2 separate regions of the Zea mays genome follow, and region 2 is linked to region 1. A link is a contact called in public Hi-C data. All regions are on one chromosome and are shown on one strand. The core of a region is the stretch at or near the end of the contact, and the rest is flanking DNA. Distances in the headings are between cores, read along the strand shown. Region 1 holds the start of LOC100285412 (dynamin-related protein 1A). Region 2 holds the start of LOC100382537.

Region 1 (7,551 bases), core at 2,393-4,892:
AAATGCTTCATAAACACCAAAGGTTATAAGTCAAAGAGTCAAACTAGCATTATTTGCATCTACATTAAAGAGAAAAGGGCATACCTTTGAAAGCATCTTTCCTAAATATTCAGATCCCATCCTAGAAGCCATGTGCTTATATTCTGGTGTAGATGCAAAATACTCTCGCTCTCTACGCCTAGCAGCAATCATGTCCACATTCTTGTTGATGTCTTGTTGGGATCGATTAACAACACCAACCCATGGTGTTTGGAGACGGTAAGATCTTCCTTCCAGTATCTGCAGGAAATAATTCAATACAAAATCAAATTCAAGCCATCATTCAGATAGCCTTTGTTGATACAACTGATGACCCATATATTTGATCCTTATGTTCTGTTTACAGTTAAGACTATGAGCGCAACCTAGAGAATTGGTGTCGCTAAGACAGGTTACAAGGTGTAAGGCAAAAAAAATACAGCAAGGATCAAAATAATACAGAATACAGTATAGATTATAGAAGTCAACCGACGTCGACAGCGTTTGGTTGCTAGGTTGGTCCAAATATTACCAATAAAGTCAAGGAACACCTAAGCAAAGACTGTTATAATAAGATAATGCTACAGCAAGCTATTAAGTATCTAACAAATGATTAAAGTTTAAAATCATACAAACTTACATCAACAGCATCGGTACCCTTATCCATCAGATCAATTTTTGTGAGCACACCAAAGGTCCTTTCACCTGAATCAACAACCGTGCACTTCTATAAAACATGTACATGACTTAAGATAAACAATGTACAAAAATTACACGAATGCAGTAAAAGTATTTCTTTCATAAACTAACTTGAGAACAATGGCAGGAATTATCTGCGTAATGTAAATTAACTTTCAACAGAGATGGACAAATCGACATTTGGTGTATGAAAATCACAAGACTGTCAGACCATACCAATTTTCATCATATCAAACAAACTCAAAATTATATATCATTATGAAGCTTCCTGGCATGCCAAAAGTTAAAGCATATGTGACAATAATCATTAAAGAAATATATAGTCTTATATTGTATACGCATAGCATGAGTTAGGAAAATATGGGGGATCAAAGCCAACTATAAATGAAATCCCATGAATGAAATGTGGTTTTGATTTTCATCCTAAAACAGAACCTTAAACTCAACAAGCATTAGGAACAATTAGACAGTGCTTGCGGGCTTGCGGCGCTGCTTCCATTTTATGTATCCGACTAGTTTTAAACTGGTCTTGCTATTTTGATAAATTAATCAAAGTGTGTTGTGTGCGCGCATTGACAAGTATAAGCAAGAAAGTATGTACTAACCACATTGTATATCAGCTTTCTTTGAACTGACAAAAGAGGCATACCTTTGGGATCAACTTCCCGTGAAATCTTGATTGCATCAGAAGTAGCAAGGTCCTGATTGGCTGGGGACACAGCCAGAATGATACAATTTGGCTGAGAAAAGAAATAAAACTAATTATATACCAGTTTTCGCAATACATAGAACATAAGTCAATAGCTAAAAGATGTTACAATATGACTAGGAACAAAAGCATGCAAATCTAGACAAGGGTTGAAGTAAAGATTGCCAGTGTGGATAAGCACAGATGAACATCTTATCCAGTTAATTCAAGCATGATCAGCAATGAAATGTCAACAATATAAAATGAAGGCAGTTGAAGTAAACCATACCTTTTCAATATATGAGCGAACCATGTTTTCAATGTCATGTACAATACTCTCCGGTTGGCCATCTGCCAAGAGTAAAGACAATAGCAATCTAGAAGATTAGGGCAAGATCACAATAACATCAAAATAAAGAACAAGAAAAAAATAATTGACAATCACTTACCAACTGCTACTTTAGTAAGCCCAGGAAGATCAATAAGAGTAAGATTCACAACTGCGAGAATGTAAAATTGTCAAACACACACACAAAAAAAGGGACACGGAACTATATCAGATAAACCACACAACACGGTTCAAATGTGGTACGGCTGCCCAACCTACAGCAGAGTCGACAAGCTAAAGGAACCCTTAAATCCTTTGCAACAAACAACACTCACTAGGAAGAGGACAGTTGAGATGTGATAATGCGACGGTAACAATGTACCCTTCAAGAGTTTGCATCTTACCATGGGGAGAAAATATGCTTAAATGGATAGGGACAGTTGATATTTGCTTTGAACGGCCTGTTTCTCGGTCAGTTTCATCAGCTATCTCCTTTCTCACAGCAGCTGCAAGAATACAACTACCATTATGTACCAAGTATCATTTGATAAACTGAGTTTATACAATTTAAAATTCAGACAATTCTGGTTTAGCATTGAAGACCATTTCCCATAAAGCAAGTGTGTGTGTTAGTTCATGTTTAAGGAAAAAACAGCAAACCAGAAGCTAGTATGATAGCATAATTAAAATAATAATATAGAAAGGATGTTTCCATTAGCAACACGAAATTCAACTATAGAACAGTCCTCAACCATAAGTGACAATATAGTTTTATATAATACTATCTCATCAGTCATGAATCATGCAGCTCCAAAAGTAGAAAGGAGCAGATGAATTACCAAAATCTGTAAATCTCTTTCTCGGAAGATGCATGAACTCTGCATATTCCCTGTCACCATCAATTCTGTGGAGCTGCAGCACCAGCGGCCGCCGGGTTACAATGCCTGCAGATACCATTCCAGCCACAATCAGAACACCTAAACAAGAAGTAGCACTGGGATTCACCGCAAATACTCCTTGCTACAAAAGTACCTGAACCCCTCGGTAGGAAATCCTTCCCAACCACGCTCTCCAACACAGATGATTTACCAGAGCTCTGTCAGCAAAATTCAAACGTCAAACTGCGACATTATTTGAATGCATGTAGAAATCGAAACGAGCTTATAGATGTTCACGAGAGCACGAATCCATTTTGAAAAATAGCATCGAACTACGATTTTCATCACGCAAACATCCAATGAACATACTCGCATCCGTACTTGATCACACTAAGTCACTAGTGGACTAGCTTCCCAACCAGACGGGAGTGCGGAACTCAGCAATTAATCAATCAAGCGGGTGGCTGGGCCTGGGCGCATCAAAACCGCTCCAGATGCAAACATGTAAGCGACCCAAATCCAACTTCCTGCACTACGAGTCCGAGTATTGCAGATCCAAGCACCGCCAAGCCGCATCAACAACTAACCCTCGCGGTTCCACCAGCAACCCGCGAGATCCACACCCACGAAGCTGGGGCGACAGCACCAGATCCAATCAGAACCAACGCGAAAAAACGTGCCCGGGAAGGGAAGAAGGGCACCTGTCCTCCAACGACGGCGATAGCCGGCAGCGAGTCCCAGAGCGTCGGGAGGGCGCTCTCCTCTCCGTGGTCTCCGAGAGCCGTGCAAGCCCTCTGCAGCTTGTTGACGAGGGTGATCAAGTTATCCATGGCCGCGGCGCAGGGTGGGCGAGATCTGGCCGGGTCGCGCGACGCGGCGGGGGAGTCGAGATCGAGACGCGGAGCAGGAAGAAGGGAGGCGGGGGAACGAGGTGAGGCCGACCGCCCAGCCGCGTCTAGGCGTCGGTCGTTGGTCTCGAGCTGTGGCCTGGATGGAGAGGTTGTGCAGGCGAGCGAGCGACGGTGGTCTGGTGTCTGGGAGCGTCGGAGTTGATTTGGGTTTTGAATTGAACGTGGTCTGTGTCGTACCAGCAGCGTGGTGGGCTGCCAGCTGATCTAGCTCTATGTTGCCATGTTGGGATGCTCTCTTCAGGTAGAGTTTCAGTAGATTTGATTTCCAGACTTGAGTTTCAGCTGATCTAGCTCTATGTTTGAATGCACTAAAGGAGTCGTCTCCTTCATCTGAAGAAATTAAATTTTACTTAGTTTGATTTGGAATTTAATATTTTACCATTTTCTAAAGCTTAGATATAAGCCTATCCTATATTCATAGGACATATATGGAAATTGTTTTCATAGGACATATATGGAAATTGTTTTTATGCATCACTGATCTTTGTTTTATTTTGCAACATATGACACGCTCTTCTGCTCGCTCCTTTTTAATAGAAATACTAGTAACTTAAGCGCGCGTCCCGCGCGCGTAGAAAACATTCAGTAATCCTGTAGAGTAATCTTGTGTAGCAAACATTTAGAAAGCTTGTGTATAGAACATTTAGAAAAAATAGCAATTATGTCTATTTTAAAGAAATAAGCGGTTGAAGTAAGTCTGGTTGAAAAACAAAAGAAACTTAGAAGCATGTAGACCTGTAAGGACAAAATAAAAGTAAGTTAGGTTTAGTGTTACCTTAACAAAACTTATGGAGCTGGGATTTCATCTTCAAATCAGCTTTTTCATAATCCACTGAGCTATAAAAAATTAGCACTGACAACTGATTTAAGCACCAAGTTGAGCCCCCTTAATTGCTGGAAAAATTTTCATTTTGGAAAGACATGGAACACTAGGTACACCCTATTGAACAAGACAACCATTCTTTCCGGCATGTTCCTTGCTAGACCCTTCTAAATGGACATGGATCACAGGATACATGGCTTTTTTCAAAACACAGATTATTTCAGAACTGGAGACACATCTGGTCCAACCGTCCAATAAGCCTTTGGCACCTTTTTTCACTTTGTGATTCGGACTGTGTTACTCCGATTGAAAACAAATTGCTGTACCATACCTGATACCAGTTTTGCGACCAATAACAGGTCAATGTGAATATGTTCTGCGACAATCAATGCCAATAATAGATGATCACCGTGAGTTATTATGCCTGTATGAGATTTTCTCTCTGTTTTTTTGTCTGTGTATTTTGTTTTATGTGCCAAAAATGGGCTGCTGTCGGAATTCCAGTGAACATGTCTCTGAAACATTGTTGAATAGCCTGCCCCCGATTTGACTTCAGTGTAAAGGAATCCAGTGTAATCACATCATAAGTTATGTCCAGAAGACAGTACCTAATGAGATAGAGAAGCCACACCAACAGTAGAACAGGCATAACTGATAGCTTCTTGTGTGGTTTGGTTTCCCCCATATACATGGAACCACTTCTGTCCTGGATTAAAATTCTACATGATACAATGCTGGCTACCATATTGAAGGGGAAAAAAACTAGGCATCTCTTTTACTTCATGGCTTAGTCTCCTCTTAACTCAAATATCTATAGAAACTAAACTCTGCAGACCTGGAAACAAATAGAGTACCACAGGGGCTAATAACACATACAGATCCCAAGTGTTATTTTATCTTTTACCACAGAAGATTGGATCAAAATATCATACAGGCATTGAGAAGCTACAGCTAGCCTAGTAGATCTGTTCTCTTCTACCACCCCATCATCGCCACCTACAGCAAAAAAAAGCACATATAAAGCAGCGTTAAAAACCATAGAAAACAAACAGGCATAAAAGCACATAGATTCATGTTTTGTTTTGGTCATGGGATTGTTTACTGCCCAATAAGGTTATCTTCAGCGGTCCTACTAATCACATCTCCTATTTTAAATTTTACTCTACAAACAATAAGAGGCGATAAATGGGAAAGCAGAGAGAGTAAACAACAGAACTCTCTATCTTAGAGTACCAGTAGTCCCAGCGTGGGTTTATCTTGGACGTTTGGTTTACCCCGTATGGGTACTGGGACCGGGAGTGGCGAGCGTTCCTGAAGGCACAACACCCGCATGAGCAGATGCAGACGAGAGCGGCGAGCACGGCGACGTCGAGCACAAAGATCTTGTGCCAGTCTTGGCGCACCTGCTCCATCACGCCGGCCCTGCACGAGTCGCACCGGTAGCAGAGGATGTCCGGGGCGTTCCACCGGTAGGAGTCCTCGTCCTGCGCCCCGACTGGCATGCCTCCGCTGTACTGGCACGCCGTCGGCGGCTTGCAGGAGCCGGACTGCTCGTACGACCGCCGGTCCTTCTGCTTCTCCTCCTTCTCCTGCTCGCGCTCGCGCTCGTCGGAGGCTGCGCCGGTCGAACACGTACGACCGCCGGTCCTTCTGCTTCTCCTCCTTCTCCTGCTCGCGCTCGCGCTCATCCTCCGACGAGCCCTCGCCGCTGCGGTCGTCGGCCTCGTGCCTGCTCCGCTCTTGCCGCTTCTCCCGCTCCTCCTCCCTGCACTGCTCCAGGCACCGGGGGCGCTGGTGCCAGGGCCGGTCCTCGCACCGCCGCACGTCGTGTGAGGGGGAGCAGGGGAAGGGGATGAGGTGCAGGGAGGAGCGGAGCGTGCGGCGGCGGCTCCTCAAGGCGTCGCTGCCCAGAAGGGGGAGATGAAGCGTCGTATCAGGGGGGAAAGGGGATGAGGCGCTGGTTCTGGAAGCGTCGCGGAGGTCAGTTTCCGTCCGTGGAGCTTTGAGCGGAGAGCTTTACGAGCGAGAGGAGACATCAACCGGTGATTGACGATCGGATGGTTCAAAAAAATTTTGACGACGTGGATGGACTGTGTTACTCCGATTGAAAACAAATTGCTGTACCATACCTGATACCAGTTTTGCGACCAATAACAGGTCAATGTGAATATGTTCTGCGACAATCAATGCCAATAATAGATGATCACCGTGAGTTATTATGCCTGTATGAGATTTTCTCTCTGTTTTTTTGTCTGTGTATTTTGTTTTATGTGCCAAAAATGGGCTGCTGTCGGAATTCCAGTGAACATGTCTCTGAAACATTGCTGAATAGCCTGCCCCCGATTTGACTTCAGTGTAAAGGAATCCAGTGTAATCACATCATAAGTTATGTCCAGAAGACAGTACCTAATGAGATAGAGAAGCCACACCAACAGTAGAACAGGCATAACTGATAGCTTCTTGTGTGGTTTGGTTTCCCCCATATACATGGAACCACTTCTGTCCTGGATTAAAATTCTACATGATACAATGCTGGCTACCATATTGAAGGGGAAAAAAACTAGGCATCTCTTTTACTTCATGGCTTAGGGGGTGTTTGGTTTCTAGGGACTAATGTTTAGTCCCTAGATTTTATTCCATTTTAGTTTCAAAATTGCCAAATATAGAAACTAAAACTTTATTTTAGTTTCTATATTTAGCAATTTATACACTAAAATGGAATAAAATCTAGGGACTAAACATTAGTCCCTAGAAACCAAACACCCCCTTAGTCTCCTCTTAACTCAAATATCTATAGAAACTAAACTCTGCAGACCTGGAAACAAATAGAGTACCACAGGGGCTAATAACACATACAGATCCCAAGTGTTATTTTATCTTTTACCACAGAAGATTGGATCAAAATATCATACAGGCATTGAGAAGCTACAACTAGCCTAGTAGATCTGTTCTCTTCTACCACCCCATCATCGCCACCTACAGCAAAAAAAAGCACATATAAAGCAGCGTTAAAAACCATAGAAAACAAACAGGCATAAAAGCACATAGATTCATGTTTTGTTTTGGTCATGGGATTGTTTACTGCCCAATAAGGTTATCTTCAGCGGTCCTACTAATCACATCTCCTATTTTAAATTTTACTCTACAAACAATAAGAGGCGATAAATGGGAAAGCAGAGAGAGTAAACAACAGAACTCTCTATCTT
Region 2 (7,551 bases), core at 3,290-5,789, 190 kb after region 1:
CAGTGTCCGGTGCACCAGGGGACTCCAAGCTAAACTTCGCACCTTCGGGAATTCTCAGAGGCGCTTCACTATAATTCACCGGACTGTCCGGTGTACCACCGGACAATGTCCGGTGCCCCAAGGGAGAGCAACTCTGAACTCGCCAGCTTCGGATTTCCGCTCCGCTAAAATTCACCGGACATGTCTGGTGCACACCGGACTGTCCGGTGAGCCAGCGGAGCAACGGCTACTTCGCGCGCAACGGTCGACTGCAACGCATTAAATGCGCGCCTGCGCGCGCAGAGGAGCAGTGCACGCGCAGGTGGCACACCGGACAGTCTACAGGACTTGTCCGGTGCACCACCGGACAGCCAGGCGGGCCCACTCGTCAGAGCTCCAACGGTCGGAACCCAACGGCCAGGTGACATGGCTGGCGCACCGGACAGTGTCCGGTGGCGCACCGGACTGTCCGGTGCGCCCGTCGACTGCAGCCTTCACCAAACGGCTAGTTTGGTGGTTGGGGTTATAAATACCCCCAACCACCCCACATTCAAGTCATCCAAGTTTTCCACCTTCCAACTACTTACAAGAGCTAAGCATTCAATACAAGACACACCAAAGTGATCAAATCCTCTCCCAATTCCACACAAGGCTTTAGTGATTAGTGAGAGAGATTTGTTGTGTTTTTTTAAGCTCTTGCGCTTGGATTGCTTCTTTCTTTCATTCTTTCTTGCGATCATCTCAATTGTAAGCAAGGCAAGAGACACCAATTGTGTGGTGGTCCTTGCGGGAAGTTTGGTTCCCAATTGATTTGAGAAGAGAAGCTCACTCGGTCCGAGGGACCGTTTGAGAGAGGCAAAGGGTTGAAAGAGACCCGGTCTTTGTGACCACCTCAACGGGGAGTAGGTTTGCGAGAATCGAACCTCGGTAAAACAAATCCGTATGTCACACTCTTTATTCGCTTGCGATTTGTTTTGCACCCTCTCTCTCGGACTCGATTATATTTCTAACGCTAACTCGGCTTGTAGTTGTGATTAAGTTTGTAAATTTCAGATTCGCCCTATTCACCCCCCCTCTAGGCGACTTTCAATATGACTAGGTCTTTACCATAGGGATGCATTGAGAGGAATGAATTGTTTAACACAGTAACCAGATAGGAGTCGTGGCTATCTTTGAATGGGAGGAGCTCATAAACTCATATGAGGTATGCATAGGTCCCATAGGTTTTCCATAGCCATCAAAAAAGCTAATTGTCTTCCTTAATTAGAAGATGTAGGAGACGTTGAATTTCAATACATCATAGCAACCAACCTCAATAAGGTTAACTAGCAACTTGACTCGCTACACGAAAAAAGATAACAAAGCAACACTCGATCACGTCGAGTGGAACCTAGTATAATTGTGCTTTCTTTTCTTCTTCTCGATCTAGTATATCTACTGGTCTCTAAGTAATCCCATCACTTTCCCTTTTAGAAGTAGATGTCAGAGGCTATAGTGTGGGTAACCATGTCGTAAACTACAAAGAATAGGTTGATGCACATGCCCGCGTTGGGTGGGTTCGATTAGATCAACCTAGATATAAGTTTTTCTATATCTTGCACCATGGTGTTCAAGAGTGCATCCAGAAAGTTGTGATTCATGCGAGGGAATAGCTTCAATAAATTTGGCTATGAAAACTATTGGTCTTGGAGGATCGATGTCATTAGTTCACTACCCAAGATCAATTGGACAAATAACCACTAGAATTATGTCAGAAAAATGTCTTGCATGATGAAGAAAGAGTGGAAAAGGAAGAGAATCATTAACCATGGAACGTGATAGGTATCAACATTGAACAAAGGTAGGGCCGGAAAAAAAACTCAAGGCTCGTGAGCCGGCTCGAGCTCGGAGCGACTCGACTCTCGAAGGAGCGAGACGAGCCGATCAGGCTCACGAGCCGACTCGCAAGCTATGCCAAATTAATTAATCTATAAAATAACAATGGATATTAGATAATTCTATTGATAATAGCATCATTTCTTAGCTTTTGATGATGAATTTATGACATTTCATAATTTAGATTACTCATAATATTGAATGTTGTTTGTATATTCCACATTTATATACTTTTATTTATTTTATATTGCAATAATATTTAGCAGAGTGTGGCTTGTGAGCCAAGCCGAGCTTTGCTCGGCTCGGCTCGTTCCAGCCCTAAACAGAGGTGTTGTTCATAAAGCATCTCATGGTGTGCTCTAAGGGGAAAGTCTTGGACGACATGGAGTGGCTTGACTACTGCTTTGTTGCTAGAGCTAGATCGATTTTATCTTTTTCCCAATGCCATGCTCCTACTACTTATGTTTTTATTCAACCTCCCATGGATGGTAATGGTGTTTCCCAACAACTGTTACTACTCCTCTAACTAGTGACAAAATAGGTGACCTTTAAGTTGAAGCTTGCCCACAAAATGATGTAACTATGTTGGTAGAAGTATGATTGCCTTAGAGCATATACGTCTCTTTCCCTATTAATGTGGGGTGATACATAAGCAGGAGTTCGAGAAGAAATCATACATACTGCAATCGATAGATGAAGAATATACTTTCTTGTTCCCACCATTTATATAAGATACTTAATAAGAATAGGAATCGAATGAGTTGTTGATTGATTAAGGAAACACGTGAAAAGAAAGGAAGGGTGATGCTTTATTAAATAAAGTTGCACGTGGGACTACCACATTTAGTTGTAGTTTTTGTTGTAGCATCGATTATTTCCGTTATTGTTGTAGTAGCATCGATTATTTTTTTAGGTTACAAGTGGCCCAATCTAACAAGCGAGCTAATGTTCTAGCTAAGTCAACTATTCTACATCAACAAGCATGTACCACTCGACGTCGATGAGGTGGACGAGACCAACACGTGAACTAACAGTCCAACTACGCTACACCAAGTTATGGGTTGACTAGGCCTTTTTTGGCAATAACTAGAATGTTTAAGATGGTTTAGCTACATCATCTCCATAACTCCATGCATGAAAACTACAACAACAACCACTAGTCCGCTACATGTCTTTCGACATTGACAAGAGAAACCATGTAGACGAGTGAAGTTAAAATCTATATGATACATGTGTTCAAACTAGTTACACTAGATCCATAAACCCAATAAGCATAGTCATCTTGTTTTCCCGTTTTATGAGCTGAAAAGATAATCATTCATCTCTTTAATGCTGCTAAACCCTGTACTGATGGTGTGATCTCCTGCACTGCATGTAATAGCAAGTCTAAAAAAACACTACAAGCCAGCGTTTTTGTGTAAACACAGCGGCAGCGGCAGCGGCCGCCGGCCGGGCAACCGCGCCACCTCACGCCGTCACGCGCTCCGCGTTAGGGATGAAAACGGACGGAAACGGACGGAAAAACCCTTCTCCCATTTCCGTATCCGCATTTTATCATCGGAAACGGGATCAGGTCCGGAATAGTCGGGAACGGAAATGGGAGCGGGATAAACGGAATTGCGAAAACGAACGGAAACGGAAATACTAACGGAAACTCATAATTTAATACAAATAGAAATGTTATTGATGTTTGACTAGTGATTGATTGGCAGAACAATAACATAAAACAAATAGATATAGAGAGACAACATTCTATTGTTGTTTGGTTGTTAAATGTGTACATTTAGCTACATCTGATGTTGTTTAAGACTTTAGATCACTTGTTATTTAAAAAGAGCCGGTGGTTACAATGCCCAATTGTGCTATAATTTGTCACCTAAATACACGAGGATTTAGTTTATATACTAATGCATATTAGGCTCGTCCCATATTTATCAAATACGGAATAAATACGGGTTCAATCCGGAAAAAAACGGGATCCCGCAAAAACGGACGGAATAAGCCCTCTCCCATTTCCGTCCCGTTTCCATATTTTTCCGTAAATACGGAAACGGTCGGGTCAAATGTAGAAAACGGTACGGGTCGGGACGGGATTTTTTCCGTCCGTTTTCAACCCTACTCCGCGTCCACTCGTTGTAGCTTCACATAACCCCCTCGGTCTGACATGGTGGGTGGTGGACGCAATCGAATCCCACCCGTCCGCCAACAATCCCGTGCCCGTGGTCAACATCGTCCGAGTCCGACCCCGCACGTCAGCGAGTCACGGTCTGGTTAGGTAGCCCGGGGCGCACCGTGCCCAGTTGTTGCCAAGTTTGGAGCAGAGATCGCCGTCCACTTCTGCAGTGATCAGATCACGTTCGTCAGCTAAAACAGGGCTACATGGTATCGATGCGTGGCCCACCTGTCAGACGCCGAGTGACGTTGTGTCTGCTACTAGTAGTGCTTTGCTATGGTGGGCGTATCCCTAATCCCTCAATCTCAACGCATACTTGCCAACAGCATTACGGGAATGCCCATCAGCGTTAACGATTACCACAGGCGTACCACTGCCTCGCAAGTGTACTCCTGTTTGGGCATAGAGGTGGCAGAGGCGAGAATATGGGCCAAGAGTGGAGGGCATTGCCGGTAGAGTGGAAACGATAAAGCCTCGGCCGGGCCCTTCACCCTCCAGGCTCTGCTCCTCCTCCTCGCCATTGCTTTGCGCTCTCCGGCCCCCCGCTCCTCCCTGTTCTGCACTCGCCGTCAGATTTCGCAAGAACCCTCGTTCCCTGCGGCCTCTTGTTGGTTTGGTCGGCCGATACGTTTGATCTGTAGAGCAAGACGACGAGCCTGGAGAGAGGAAGAAGTGCACCGGCGATTGTAGAACCAGCACCGGCGGAGGAGTTGAAGACGCCGATTCGAGCCCGGCGAAGTGCTCGGGACGTGGCCTCGTCGAGCCCGGCGAAGGCCGCGTCGGCATTGAACATGATGAGGTACGCGAATCCACCCCCAATCCCGCTCGGCGCTCGCCTGCCGCTGCCGCTGCAGCGATGTGTTCGGCGTTTCCTGGTGTTCTCGTGCGCACGGCGTGTCTTCCCTGGGACCAAAGCCGCGAATTTGCGTTCTCGTTTCCGCTGTCGGTGTCTGTTGACGCGGCGTTCCGGGTCCTGCCGGGCTGATTTGTGAAGTTTCTCCGTTTCGTGGCGTGTTCGCAGTCCCCAACTGCTCTCTGCGCCGCCTTCTCTCCGCAAGGCTCCTCGAGGGTCCGTTTGATCTGCGGTCCAGTTGTTCTCGCGTCTCGCAGTCTCTGTCTTACCAATCTCTTCTGCTTCTTCGCTAGTCTCGGCTGGGTTCTCATATATTTGCAGGTTTTTCGTTCTGAATTTCTCCGCTCGCGTTCTGGGCTGATTCCGCTACACAGATCTCCGAACCGTTCGTTCCGCGTGGAGTCCGGTTTGCGAGGGTTCTGATTTCTGGGGTTCCGAATTCACGCAGGAAGACGTGGTTTTGCCGTTCCTTCCACCCATTGTTCCAGGTGTTGGACATCCCTCTTGCTCGATCCAGCCGCTGACTCGAGCTCCGTTTGATTGATTCCGCTGCAGATACCCGAGGCCTAGCTCAGATGGCCTCCCGCTGCCCAATGGCATCGGGAGCGGCGGCGGCGGCGCGAGCAAGAAGCCTGCAACGCCGCCGCCCAGATCGAGCAAGGATGACGTGGCGCCGGCCGTCGCCACCGACAGCTCCCGACTCGCGGCGTTCCTGGCCTCGACGTCGCTCGAGTCCAAGGCGCGCGCCCGCGCGCCGCCGGCGCAGCCCGCGCCTACCTCGGCGGCCACCGCTGCCGTCGCCGCGACCAAGAGCCCTGTTCGCGACCACGACCACGGCCATGGCCACAGCCACGGCGCCTCCTCCGACCACTCCGACCCCGCCTCCCCGAGCTCCACCGGAACCGGCGAATTGCTGCTCCAGTGGGGACAGAACAAGCGCATGCGCTGCCGCCGAGACTCCGCGTCCCCGTCGCCGCAGCACCGGCAGGCCGGCGGCAAGATCCAGCGGCGCTCGTCGTCCCCGGCGGTGGACAAGCTGATGCCGCCCCCGAGCGCGGCGCCCTACACCCGCGGGTCCAACCTCCGCTCCGTCTCGTCTCTCCCTCCGCGCTCCGGCTCCGGCTCCGGCTCCGGATCCTCTGCCGGCGCCCTCCCCCACCCGCTCAGGTATGGCCGCCGCCGTCTTTACTCCCCCCACGCCTACCGCCTCTCCTCTACCTCCTGGCGTCCTCCACTTGGTTTTCTTGCGCCGCGCTCCGCGTTTTTCTCTTCCGCTTTTACCCCCGCCACCGAGCCGTATTCTCTGGCCTGTGCTGTCGCGGTCGTACTCGTACGTACGTGGTGCCGTGAGACTCGACCCGCTCACGCTGATTCGCGCCGGTTCGACTTGTCCGGGTGAGCTGTCACGCCCCCCTTCAGGTGCGTTCGGATCATACGATATACTCCCTCCGTTTCTTTTTATTAGTCGCTGGATAGTGCAATTTTACACTATCCAGCGACTAATAAAAAGAACAAACGGAGGAAGTACGACGAGAACCATTCTCGCCACACCCACACCCCTTGTAATTATATTTATTGTTTTGTTTCTTTTCTTTTTCGTTTTTGTTTATTTAAGATCCAAGTGGGTTTTGGTGTGTTTTCCCATGCTGGTTTGGTTTTGGTTTGTGATCTCGATTTCATTTTTTTTAATATGAGGGGGTTGCGATTTTACTTTATCTTTTTTTTTATATGATAAGGCTTCGAGGGGTTTGGATTTGAATCGGATCACCAAACACAGATTTCAGATCTTTTAGAGTGATGTTTCAGATCTCTTCAGCCAACGTACGGCGTAGACGGACTATCAAGGGAGCGGTGGCACTACCTCACTTGTTCACCCCAATCAGCCCTAGCTTGCCGATGTCCATTAATGGCCGGCCAGGCCTCCTTCCCAGTTCCCTGCGGTTTTCCGGCTGCGTTTGGCTTGTCCGCTTGCGTGAGTGGTGAACCACGGTGACATGTTCACCGCAGGCGAGCACAGGCACTCGGCTGGGCTAATATATAATAGGACTTGATTCGAGCCGTGTATTATTATAACTGCAAACCTAGGGCGCATCCAACGCTCCACGCCGCCCGCCCGCCCGTCCCCATTTTATTTCCCCCTTTCGTCCGTGGGCACCTACAGCAACGGCAGTCGGCAGCATCGTCTGTTGCCGGAGCGCAGCTTTGCTCTCCGCGCCGCATGCGTCCACCCCACCGTTCCCCGGTCGCTGTTACCGAACCGGCGCGCCCCCGCCGCTGCCGCTTTAACCCCAACCACCGCGCTGGCCCAGCCGATCGCCGTCGGGGTTCATAGTTAGTTAGTCTGTTGGTTGGTTTGGTTGCCGGCCGGGTTTCTGATCTACGGTGACGACGATGATGATCAGATCAGCGGAGGACCGTGCGGCGGGGAAGTTCTCGGCGGCGAGGGCCGAGAAGCAGCGTGCGGTGTCCCCGGGCTCCGTGATGGGCATGGGCGTCCCGGTCCCGGACCCGAGGCGGCAGCAGCAGCAGCAGCATGCCGGCGCGGCGGCAGCGGCGACGTCGAAGCCGGCGTCGAAGGTGGAGATGCCGCGGATCTACACCACGCTGTCTCGGAAGGAGAAGGAGGAGGACTTCATGGCCATGAAGGGCACCAAGCTGCCGCAGCGCCCCA

Evidence for each region. Hi-C and Micro-C count contacts between places; a contact is called where the count stands out from the background.
Region 2: a Hi-C map of leaf shows a contact between it and region 1, with 6 times the contacts expected there. The contact joins the promoter of LOC100382537 here to the promoter of LOC100285412 in region 1. A contact is called at or near these places in 5 of 25 Hi-C or Micro-C datasets (ear, leaf and tassel).

Annotation. Positions count from the first base shown.
Region 1 is chr6:174,952,561-174,960,111 of Zm-B73-REFERENCE-NAM-5.0, forward strand. It overlaps LOC100285412 (dynamin-related protein 1A), which reads right to left and starts at 3,643. Exons shown (of 16, transcript NM_001158305.1): 1 at 3,313-3,643; 2 at 2,766-2,829; 3 at 2,573-2,677; 4 at 2,138-2,239; 5 at 1,855-1,905; 6 at 1,695-1,756; 7 at 1,367-1,457; 8 at 659-723; 9 at 85-279; 10 at 1-5. The coding sequence starts at 3,441. It overlaps LOC103630712 (tetraspanin-6), which reads right to left and starts at 6,315. Exons shown (of 2, transcript XM_008651761.3): 1 at 5,579-6,315; 2 at 5,032-5,341. The coding sequence starts at 6,033. The coding sequence ends at 5,332. It overlaps LOC103630711 (tetraspanin-6), which reads right to left. Exons shown (of 2, transcript XM_020539650.2): 2 at 7,138-7,321. The coding sequence ends at 7,312.
Region 2 is chr6:175,140,909-175,148,459 of Zm-B73-REFERENCE-NAM-5.0, forward strand. It overlaps LOC100382537, which reads left to right and starts at 4,540. Exons shown (of 5, transcript NM_001175271.2): 1 at 4,540-4,826; 2 at 5,436-6,047; 3 at 7,283-7,551. The coding sequence starts at 4,819.